Regions from separate parts of the Ovis aries genome. Here region 2 is linked to region 1. A link is a contact called in public Hi-C data. All regions are on one chromosome and are shown on one strand. The core of a region is the stretch at or near the end of the contact, and the rest is flanking DNA. Distances in the headings are between cores, read along the strand shown. Region 1 overlaps WNT5B (Wnt family member 5B). Region 2 overlaps ADIPOR2 (adiponectin receptor 2).

What was found. A called contact is a pair of places that touch in the nucleus more often than the background predicts.
Region 2: a contact with region 1 is called in a Hi-C map of muscle, with 11 times the contacts expected there. The contact joins two enhancer-like sites. A contact is called at or near these places in 9 of 16 Hi-C or Micro-C datasets (blood, hypothalamus, liver and 5 more).

Annotation. Positions count from the first base shown.
Region 1 is chr3:213,990,401-213,994,662 of ARS-UI_Ramb_v3.0, reverse strand. WNT5B (Wnt family member 5B) reads right to left here. Exons shown (of 5, transcript XM_027968043.3): 5 at 3,916-4,262. Among named protein-coding and RNA genes, the nearest start is that of ADIPOR2, 31 kb to the left of the region's middle. Within about 2 kb of position 1,767, at least 14 of the 54 cell types and tissues checked have an H3K27ac peak or open chromatin away from gene starts, as enhancers often do. A contact at or near this core is called in muscle, where this site is marked.
Region 2 is chr3:214,063,394-214,067,655 of ARS-UI_Ramb_v3.0, reverse strand. It overlaps ADIPOR2 (adiponectin receptor 2), which reads right to left. Exons shown (of 8, transcript XM_004007604.4): 8 at 4,093-4,262. It overlaps CACNA2D4 (calcium voltage-gated channel auxiliary subunit alpha2delta 4), which reads left to right. Exons shown (of 38, transcript XM_027965995.3): 38 at 1-485. Among named protein-coding and RNA genes, the nearest start is that of LRTM2, 16 kb to the left of the region's middle. Within about 2 kb of position 2,130, at least 3 of the 54 cell types and tissues checked have an H3K27ac peak or open chromatin away from gene starts, as enhancers often do. A contact at or near this core is called in muscle, where this site is marked.

The DNA.
Region 1 (4,262 bases), core at 518-3,017:
AATCAAAGTCAACCTAGAGAAGAATGGTGAATTTCTGGGTATTCGAAAAGCCAAACAAATCCAGATTAGATTCCTTGCATTTTCGATTGGCTCTGATCAAGTGCGTGCATGCATCCTCAGTCATGTCTGACTCTTTTCGAATCCCGGATATAGCCCACCAGGCTCCTCTGTCCATGGGATTCTCCAGGCAAGCGTACTGGAGTGGGTTGCCATTTCCTTCTCCTGGGGTCTTCCCGACCCAGGGATCGAACCCTCATCTCCTGCATTGGCAGGCAGGTTCTTTACCACTGAGCCACCTGTGAAGCCGCAACTTTGACTGAGAGATGATTCCAAAGATCTTACATGTCATAGTTGTGTGCTTTTTAAAAACCATGTTACGTTTGATCTTGCCTTGATACAAGTACCAATATCTCCTTTAAAAAGACCTTATGGGACTTCCCTGGGAGTTCAGTGGTTAAAACTCTGCACTTCAACCACAGCAAGCGTGGCTTTGATCCCTGATCTGGGAATTAAGATCCTACATGCTGCACTGTGAAGCCCAAATGTATAAAGAAAAAAATAAACTAGGCCACAGTGAACTTTCTACATATGTATTTTAAAAAATCATAAAATTTTAAAAAATAAGACAATGTTTTACAGAAAGCTTTCACAGACTTTATCTTATCTGAAGGAAATATATTATGGTGGCTCAGATGGTAAAGAATCTGCCTGCGATGTGGGAGTCCCAGGTTCGAACCCTGGGTTGGGAAGATCCCCTGGAGAAGGGAATGGCTACCCACTCCACTATTCTTGCCTAGAGAATCCCATGGACAGAGAAGCCTGAGACACAGTCCATGGGGTCAAAAAGAGTCAGACATGACTGAGCAACTAACACATATTATGATCCCTGTTTTATTGCTAAGGGAACTGCCTGAGATGACTTAGCCCATCCTCTGCACCAAACCTGAGCCGGTCCTGGTGTGTGTGGTTACCTCCCCTGAGGGAGGCAGGCCTCACAGTCCTGTAGCTGAAACGAGTCTCCAGGGAGTATCTGGTTTTCAACCTGTCTCCAGACACTACTAAAGTTCCCCAAACATCTCAATGCCCCTTATTTCCTTAAACTTCTCTGGGGAGTGAAATCTATAATTCTCAGTTACCTATCCTGGTGAGAAATAGCTTCTTTCTGCTTAGAAAGACAGCCTTTATTTCCACTTTGGTTCTTTTTGTTACCAAAAAAAAAAAAAAAAAGTCTATTTGGCCAAGAGAGTGTTTTGTTTTTTTTCATTTTTGTTTTTTAACCACTTTGTGGGGAATACACAATAAGGGGCTCAGAAAACAAGCCAGGGATCACTGGGTCAGTCCACAGCACACCTAAATACCAGCTAAGAGTGGGAGTGGGCACACTGCTCAAAGTTCTTGCCTGTCTCTGTGGCAGCCGAGCTTCACAGAGCCCGCCTTGGAGCGGGAAGCACTGGATAACAAACCAAAGCCTGGAATCCAGGGCTGCATCCAGGGCTCTCGCACAAGCCAAGAGCAGAGCCAGGCCGGAATTCTGGTGTCTGACTCTGGGGTTAAGAAGCAAGTCCCTATCTTACAGGGTCACACTGACCTGTAGCTTAACAGAATTTTTATCTGGAAAAGCCCTCAATTTGTGGCCAGACTCAGGACTGGTAGAAGCAGAAGCAGAGATGACCGCAGGGGCTTTCTTTAGAGAGAACGTGACATCCACGTGCTGGCTGGCGGCCTCTGCTGGCTGGTCCCTGGCCAGGGTGGGCGGAGGGCATGCAGTGGCCAGCTCTGCCCTGCCCAGACCTGTGTGGGTACTGGCATCAACAGAGGCTCCTCTCGGGCTGCTGTCCCCTGGACTGGGACCAGCTGAGCGCCCCTTCAGTGCACATTGTGTCCTCTGGGTTTCTCCAAAGCTAGACGGGCCCATGATGAAGCCAAGCTCAAGGCTCAGGTCTGCCTCCAAGAAATGCCCTCCTCATCTGGTCATCCAAAGGGGTCCAACTGACCATAGCAGAGGTTAGAAACAGGTCTAGGAAGTTATTATCCGTTCACACATCTTACGAAGGAGGAGGCTTTGGGGACAGACTGTACTGATTTTAGTTTCTTGTGTGTGTGTGTGTGTGAGCTCAGTCGAGCCTGACTTTCGCAACCCCATCCACTGTAGTCTGCCAGGCTCCTCTGTCCATGGGATTTCCCAGGCAAGAATACTGGAATGGGTTGCCATTTCCTTCTCCAGGGGATCTTCCTGGTCTAGAGATCGAACCTGTGTCTCTTACTTCTCCTGCATTGGCAGGCGGGTTCTTCACCACTAGCGCCACCTGGGGAGATGCTATCAGGAAGGCCCAATGTCCGCTCGTGCAGAGTCAGTTTTGAGTGCCTAGACACTGACTTCTAGCAGGCTGATGCCCTTCACATTTTAAACCCAGCTCTTCTGCAAACAGCTGTCTCCCCTGTGTGCAAGGCAGATTCTCTGAGCCCACAGCCCTGCACCGCTGGTCCTACCTTAGGTTGAGGACAGCCTTGTGCCTCCATCAGAAGAAATTTCCCTGCTCACCCTCCTCATCCTAAATTCATGGTGGTCTGAGGGGCAGATCAGTGCGCACATCTGAGGCTCAGAAGGAAACAGGCCCCTCTTACTTCACATCCTGGGATCACTCAGAAACCCACCAAGGAGCCAGAAGGGCCCCTGGAGTCAGTCAGCATCAGCTAGCAGCTGTGTGAGTCAGAGGATGTTCCTGATGTTCCTCCGCTTCTCTGAGTCTTTCCTCCCATCCGGAACTTGTGGATAATGACACCAACCTTGCGGAGGTACCGAGGGAATTATAGATGATGTACGCAGAGCAGCTGGTACAGTCAGTCCTCTGTGGAAACTACAGTGACTCCCCACCTCTGGGATGATGACCATCAAGCAAGAAGAGCATCTGGCTGCCGGCTCAGAAGCTGACCCAAGCCACTTCCGAGCCCGAGCTCCACTGTCATCACCCGTGTCTCGGGGGCCCATCCCAGCTGGACCGGGCACTCCCCTCATCGTCCTTCCACACTCAATTTTTAACAGATTAGTAAAATATGGGAGTTCCCTGGCGGTCCAGTGGCTGGGACTCCGAGCTCTCACTGCGAGGGACCGGGCTCGATCCCTGGCTGGGGAATTTTGTGCTGTGTGTTGTTACTAGGTCACATTCAACTCTTTGTGACCTTGTGGACTGTACCCCGCCAGGCTCCTCTGTCCATGGGATTCTCCAGGCAAGAATCTGGAGTGGGTTGCCACGTCCTCCTCCGGGGGACCTTCCCAGCCCAGGAACAGACGGCTGTTTGCAAAAGAGCTGGGTTTAATGTGTGAAGGGCATCCACCTACTAGAGGTCTCGCAGTGTGGAAAAAAAGAATTAGTAAAATCACACTGAACTGATTCTTCCCAAATGTGTTCAAATGAAACATCGAAAACTCAGCTGTTCTGCTTCCCAGAGTCTGTTTCTGGCACAAGGACCCCACGACCAGCTTTTGAACTCAAGTGTGAGTGGCAGACGCTGGGCTGGAGCTGGTGAAACAGCGACACCCTGTGGCCAGACAGGAGCGCAGCCAGGCGAGGAGCTGGGGACCTGGCTGTGGCTCAGGGAGATGGTCCCCACCAAGGAAGGAACACAGCCCCTTACATGTGCGAGTGGACTCACGTCCTTGTCCACAAACGCTCCTCTCGTCCTCAGCCCAAGACGGGAAAGCAGGACCATGAGTGCTCTCCAATCAGAAGGACGCAAGCAGGCGGCCGCAGGGCATTTGAAGACGGCAAATTCCACATTTGCCATCTCTGCTCCCAAGGGCCCTGGGAGATTTACAGGAACATCTGGCCACCCTCATCCCTCCTGGATGTTTCTTTTTGGTGAGGACTCCGGCCCTGCCGGCCAGGGGGTGCAAAGGAAGCAGCTGGCACCGTAGTCATTACCCTCAAAGGGGAATATCTTTATTTTGTTGTTGCTTTTTAACTGTTTTAAAAAATCTTTTTCTTCTTTCTCAAAGGGACGTGTCTTTGCAATTTGGTTTTGGCCAGGCAGCATGCAGGACCTCATCCCCAACCAGCGATAGAACCTGAACCCCCTGCAGTGGCAATGCCCATCCCTCATCATTGGACTGCGAGGGACGTCTCAAAGGGAAGAACATTTAAATCATTAGCAGGAACTCCTGACCCTTCAGGTCGAGCTCAGGGTAAAACAGTCTACATTCTGGGACGGAACGGCAGCAGGTTTGTCACCGTGCAGGGACACCCAGACGGTGTCCAGTCTGG
Region 2 (4,262 bases), core at 881-3,380, 73 kb before region 1:
GGAGTGCCGGGTACCCTCCACCCCACATCTCAGTGGGCAGTCTTCCCCACCTCCTCTTGGGGAGTCCAGCATGAGCTCAACCTGGACCAAGACCAGAGAGCTTTAGTTCCATCTATTCCCCCAGAAATCCAGACCTAGCTAGAGACAGGGCAACTGTTTCTAATGAGCCTGGTTGGTCTTCAGTAGAATCCAAGGACTTAAATGTCCTGAGAAGGAGGAGAGGAATGAGGCTGAGGGCAGAGAGGGGAGGAGGGCAGGAATGCTCCCCACCAGAGATGGAGCTGCCCCAGGGTGAGGTATACAGCAGGGAAGCTCAGTCTCACAGTTGAAGCTCAAAAAAGGTGTGTATGTATCTGTGCATGTATGTGTGTGTGCGCGCGTGCATGAGAGAGAGAGAAGGCAGGTCCTTTACATGAACATGGCTGCGTGTGATGCTCACTAACTATTGCTATTAAAAAAATTTCTATAAATGTCTTTGCAAAGCCCTGACTTACCATTTGCCTCTTTCTAAGAAAAACCTAGTAGGTTAGCGATACAGCTGCTGCACTGGAGCAGGATGCAAGTCCAGGGCAGGGGGCAGGACCAGTTGCAGCCAGAGGGGTCCTAGCAAAAGACTGGTCTTCAGGGAGGCAAAATCAGGGGGGTCCTGAAGGCTCTAGACCCCCTGGAGGCCCAAGGACTCAGGGTGGTCTTTTTCTGGCTGATGATCCACAAGAAAGACCACCTGATTCTGGCCTTGCGGCTGTAGCTTTGGGGAGCATTCCTATTTGCAAATTGGAGTCCAGTGGGGGAGACGGATGCATCTGGGCACGCCCCCCACCCAGGGGTCTCAGGGCCACAGCTTCCTCCCATGCAGACCTGGCACCCCAGGGACTGCAGTCCCCACTGTGGGAGTGACGCTGAAGGCAGAACCGTGCAGAAACCCTGGGGTGGCCTCCGATCTCTACATTCAGCCGGCCTCCCTGGAAGAGGTGACCGTGATGTGCGAGGCGTGCACGTGGAGTCCGTATCCTGAGCCTGAAATCACGTGGCCTGCGGTTGGCACCCACAGCGTGTCACCGGCTCTCCTCTGAAGCACCTGCTTTCCTGGCGGAGGGGAGGGAGAAAGGACGTTGGAACAACAGGCGAGGTCACAGGTGCCCGCCAGGTGCAGGTGGGCAAGGAGGCAGCAGGGGTCCCCTCAGGTCGACTCCCCACCTTCATGTCACAGAGCCCTCAAGGCGACAGCCCCTCCCTCGCCGTGTCCTTCTGGGGCATTGGAGCGTGTCCAGACCCTGACCTCTAACCTCTCTCCAGGACAGCATCCTGTTCCCCCTCCCCACAACCAGGAAGAGTCTTTTCAGGCAATTTATCAACACTCTTGGCCACACAGTTTAAAAACCATGCTTAGAAGTACTGGGGCAGCTCCCAGCCTCAGCCCTGTCTCTGTGTGAACAGGAGGGGGCTATGGGGCCAGGACTCCCTGTCAGAACCAATGGAAGCAAAAGCCGTTGATACAATAAAGCTGCTCTTCACCTGGGAAAAGAGAACATAAGCCCTGCCTTCGGAGGTCAGAGCTGTTCTTGCCCTTTTCTATTTCGGTGGTTCTAACCCTCTGCCACCCACCACCACCGCCACCACAGCCCAGAGGACAGCAGGTGGCAGCCTAGCTCACGCTAAAGAGCTGTCACCTTGGTTTCAGACCAAGTAAAGTCGTTCAGTCATGTCTGACTTTTCGACCCCATGGACTGTAGCCCACCAGGCTCCTCAGTCCATGGAACCGTAGCCCGCCAGGCTCCTCAGTCCCTGGAATTTGCCAGACAAGAATACTGGAGTGGGTTGCCATTTCCTTCTCCAGGGGATCTGCCCAACCCCGGGATTGAACCCAGGTCTCCCACATTGCAGGCAGACGCTTTACCGTCTGAGCCACCAGGGAAACTCAGACCAACCAAGTTAAAACCAAAGTCACTGAATAGATGACAAGATTCTGGGGGAGAGAGTCCTGAATTCCCTTTTCCTAAAAAAAAAACAACCTGTGGATGCCCGAGGGTGCCAGGGCTGCCAGCTCTGAACTCAGGTCAGGGGTGTGCCAGCTCCTAAGTCACCTCTGAGCGTGTGCTGAGACACGCTGAGACACGTGCTGCTGAGACAAAAGGCCTGAGCACCGCTCCATGACGCCAAGTGGGAGTTCGTTCCGGAGGGCAAGGGAGCGGACGTCTCCAAGTCAAAGACACAAACTCGGGGAAGAATGAGGGCAAGAGCTTGGCGCAGATGCCAGCCCAACCCTGCAGCTCGAGTGAGGGATGCTGACTCGGGGTGGGGCGGGGACAAGCTCACAGGTGAGGAAGCAGCTGTCTCAGCAGACCCAGGTGCTGTCCCCAGAGCACTGTCCCCAGGCCAGGGTGGCAGGGGTGGCAGTGACAGGCTAGACTTCCTGCCCAGCTAGACTGCTGCCATCACCACCAAAGGCAGAGTCACACTAGACCAGTTTGCCATATATCACGGGGCCGGGAGCGGGAAAACCCGCCCAGCACGACACAGGGCGTGGGGTCAGCGCTTGAGCCCTGACCGAGCAGGATGCTCGGAGACCAGGGGTTACTCACGGGAGCAACAGCGCCCACAGCCATCTCCAGGCCAGAGAGCCCTAGCCACTGTCAGGCCAGGACTCAAATGCGTTCTCATCCACTTCCTTTCCCGCACCACAGGTATCACCGTGAAAAGGGAGCCTGCAGACAGCACAGCAAAGGACCCAGGAAAGCCAGGGGGTGTCTGTAGGCCTCAAGCAGGATGGGAGGGGCAGGACGGGAGGGGCTTCCTTGGCAGTTAAGACCTGGCCTTCCAATGCAGATTCAATCCCTGGCTGGGGACTAAGATCCCACATGCCTCGCATGCAAAAAAATCAAAACATAGAAGAGAAGCAATGCTGTAACAAACTCAGTAATTAAACTTTTAAAATGGCCCACATAAAAAAATTAAAAAAGGACACAACCCAGTGTCCAGCCTCCAGGTTCCCTATGCAAAAAACCTATTCCTACACCTAAAATGAGAACTCATCCAAATACTGGAAATTCCCCTGAAGAAAACTAAATATACCCAAGGCAGAAAGGGTATATCCTCTCTTCTCTTAAATTACATAGAAGGGTCAACAAGCCCCCAAAACCTTTCAGTCAAAACACACGAGGCTTTTATTTTTGGCCGTGCCGCGCAGCAAGGGGATCTCAGTTCCCGGACCAGGGATCGCACCTGCATCCCCTGCAGTGGAAGCCCAGAGTCCTAACCACTGGACTGCCAGGGAAGTCCCTACATGAGACCATTTGATCTGAATGTTCCTCTTAGTGTAGACTGTGTCACAAGAGTCAGACTCACCTCTCCTAATCTCACCTACGAAACACAAGTCAACAACAGATCTGTTCACTGGGTGCTACTGTTACAATTACGTCAAGTGTCAAGTGCTGTAACACACCCCCTTCGCATGATGCGTTCTTTACATATTATTTTCGTACCTCTAACGATAAATTAGCAACTGCCCCTTGGAGCTGGCTCTCCCCTCCAGTCTTGTGCCTGGGACCCCAGTTATGATGAAAGTGTAAGGAAGGCCGGAAAGGCTTGAGTTGGGCATGAGCATTGGTTTTTATACCACACCCTCTATTAACTTTCATCCTCATCCTGCCTGCCATCATTAACATGTTAGGAAAATTAAACGGAAATGTGAAATATACAAATTACAAGATTTATCTAATTAACACTGCCAGAGAACATTTTCAACTTTCGCACTCTCAACACTACTCTGCGAAAATGGCAGTATACAATATGACTTTCAAATATTTGGTAGCCCAACGATAACCCCTAAGTGTCCTGAGATATTCTATTCAGTATAGAAAATACCTGTGTGGCCAAAGAATCCTATTAATATTTCACAAGAGCTTAATTTGTTGGTCAGTCCACAGAGAGCCTTTTCAGAATGGTCTCCAGAACTCAGAGTGGGATGTTTCCAGAAATTTAAGCTTCAGTATCTAAATGAAGGCTTCAAGAAATACCAAAAGCTATGGAGAGGGAAGCTGAGGCAGCTTTTTCTTTAAAAAAAAAAAAAAAAAAAAAGGCACAACAAGAACGTTCATGTTCCACTTGGTCTCTTTATTAGGAGTCTGAGAACACAGCAAGGAGGGACATCCCATGGTGAGTGGGGCCATCACACAAACGCCCTTCTGAAATCCCAGCCCCCTGTGATCCCCAAAACTGTGCTTTGTGGCTTCGACAATTTATAAACAGGAAGGGGGAAATAC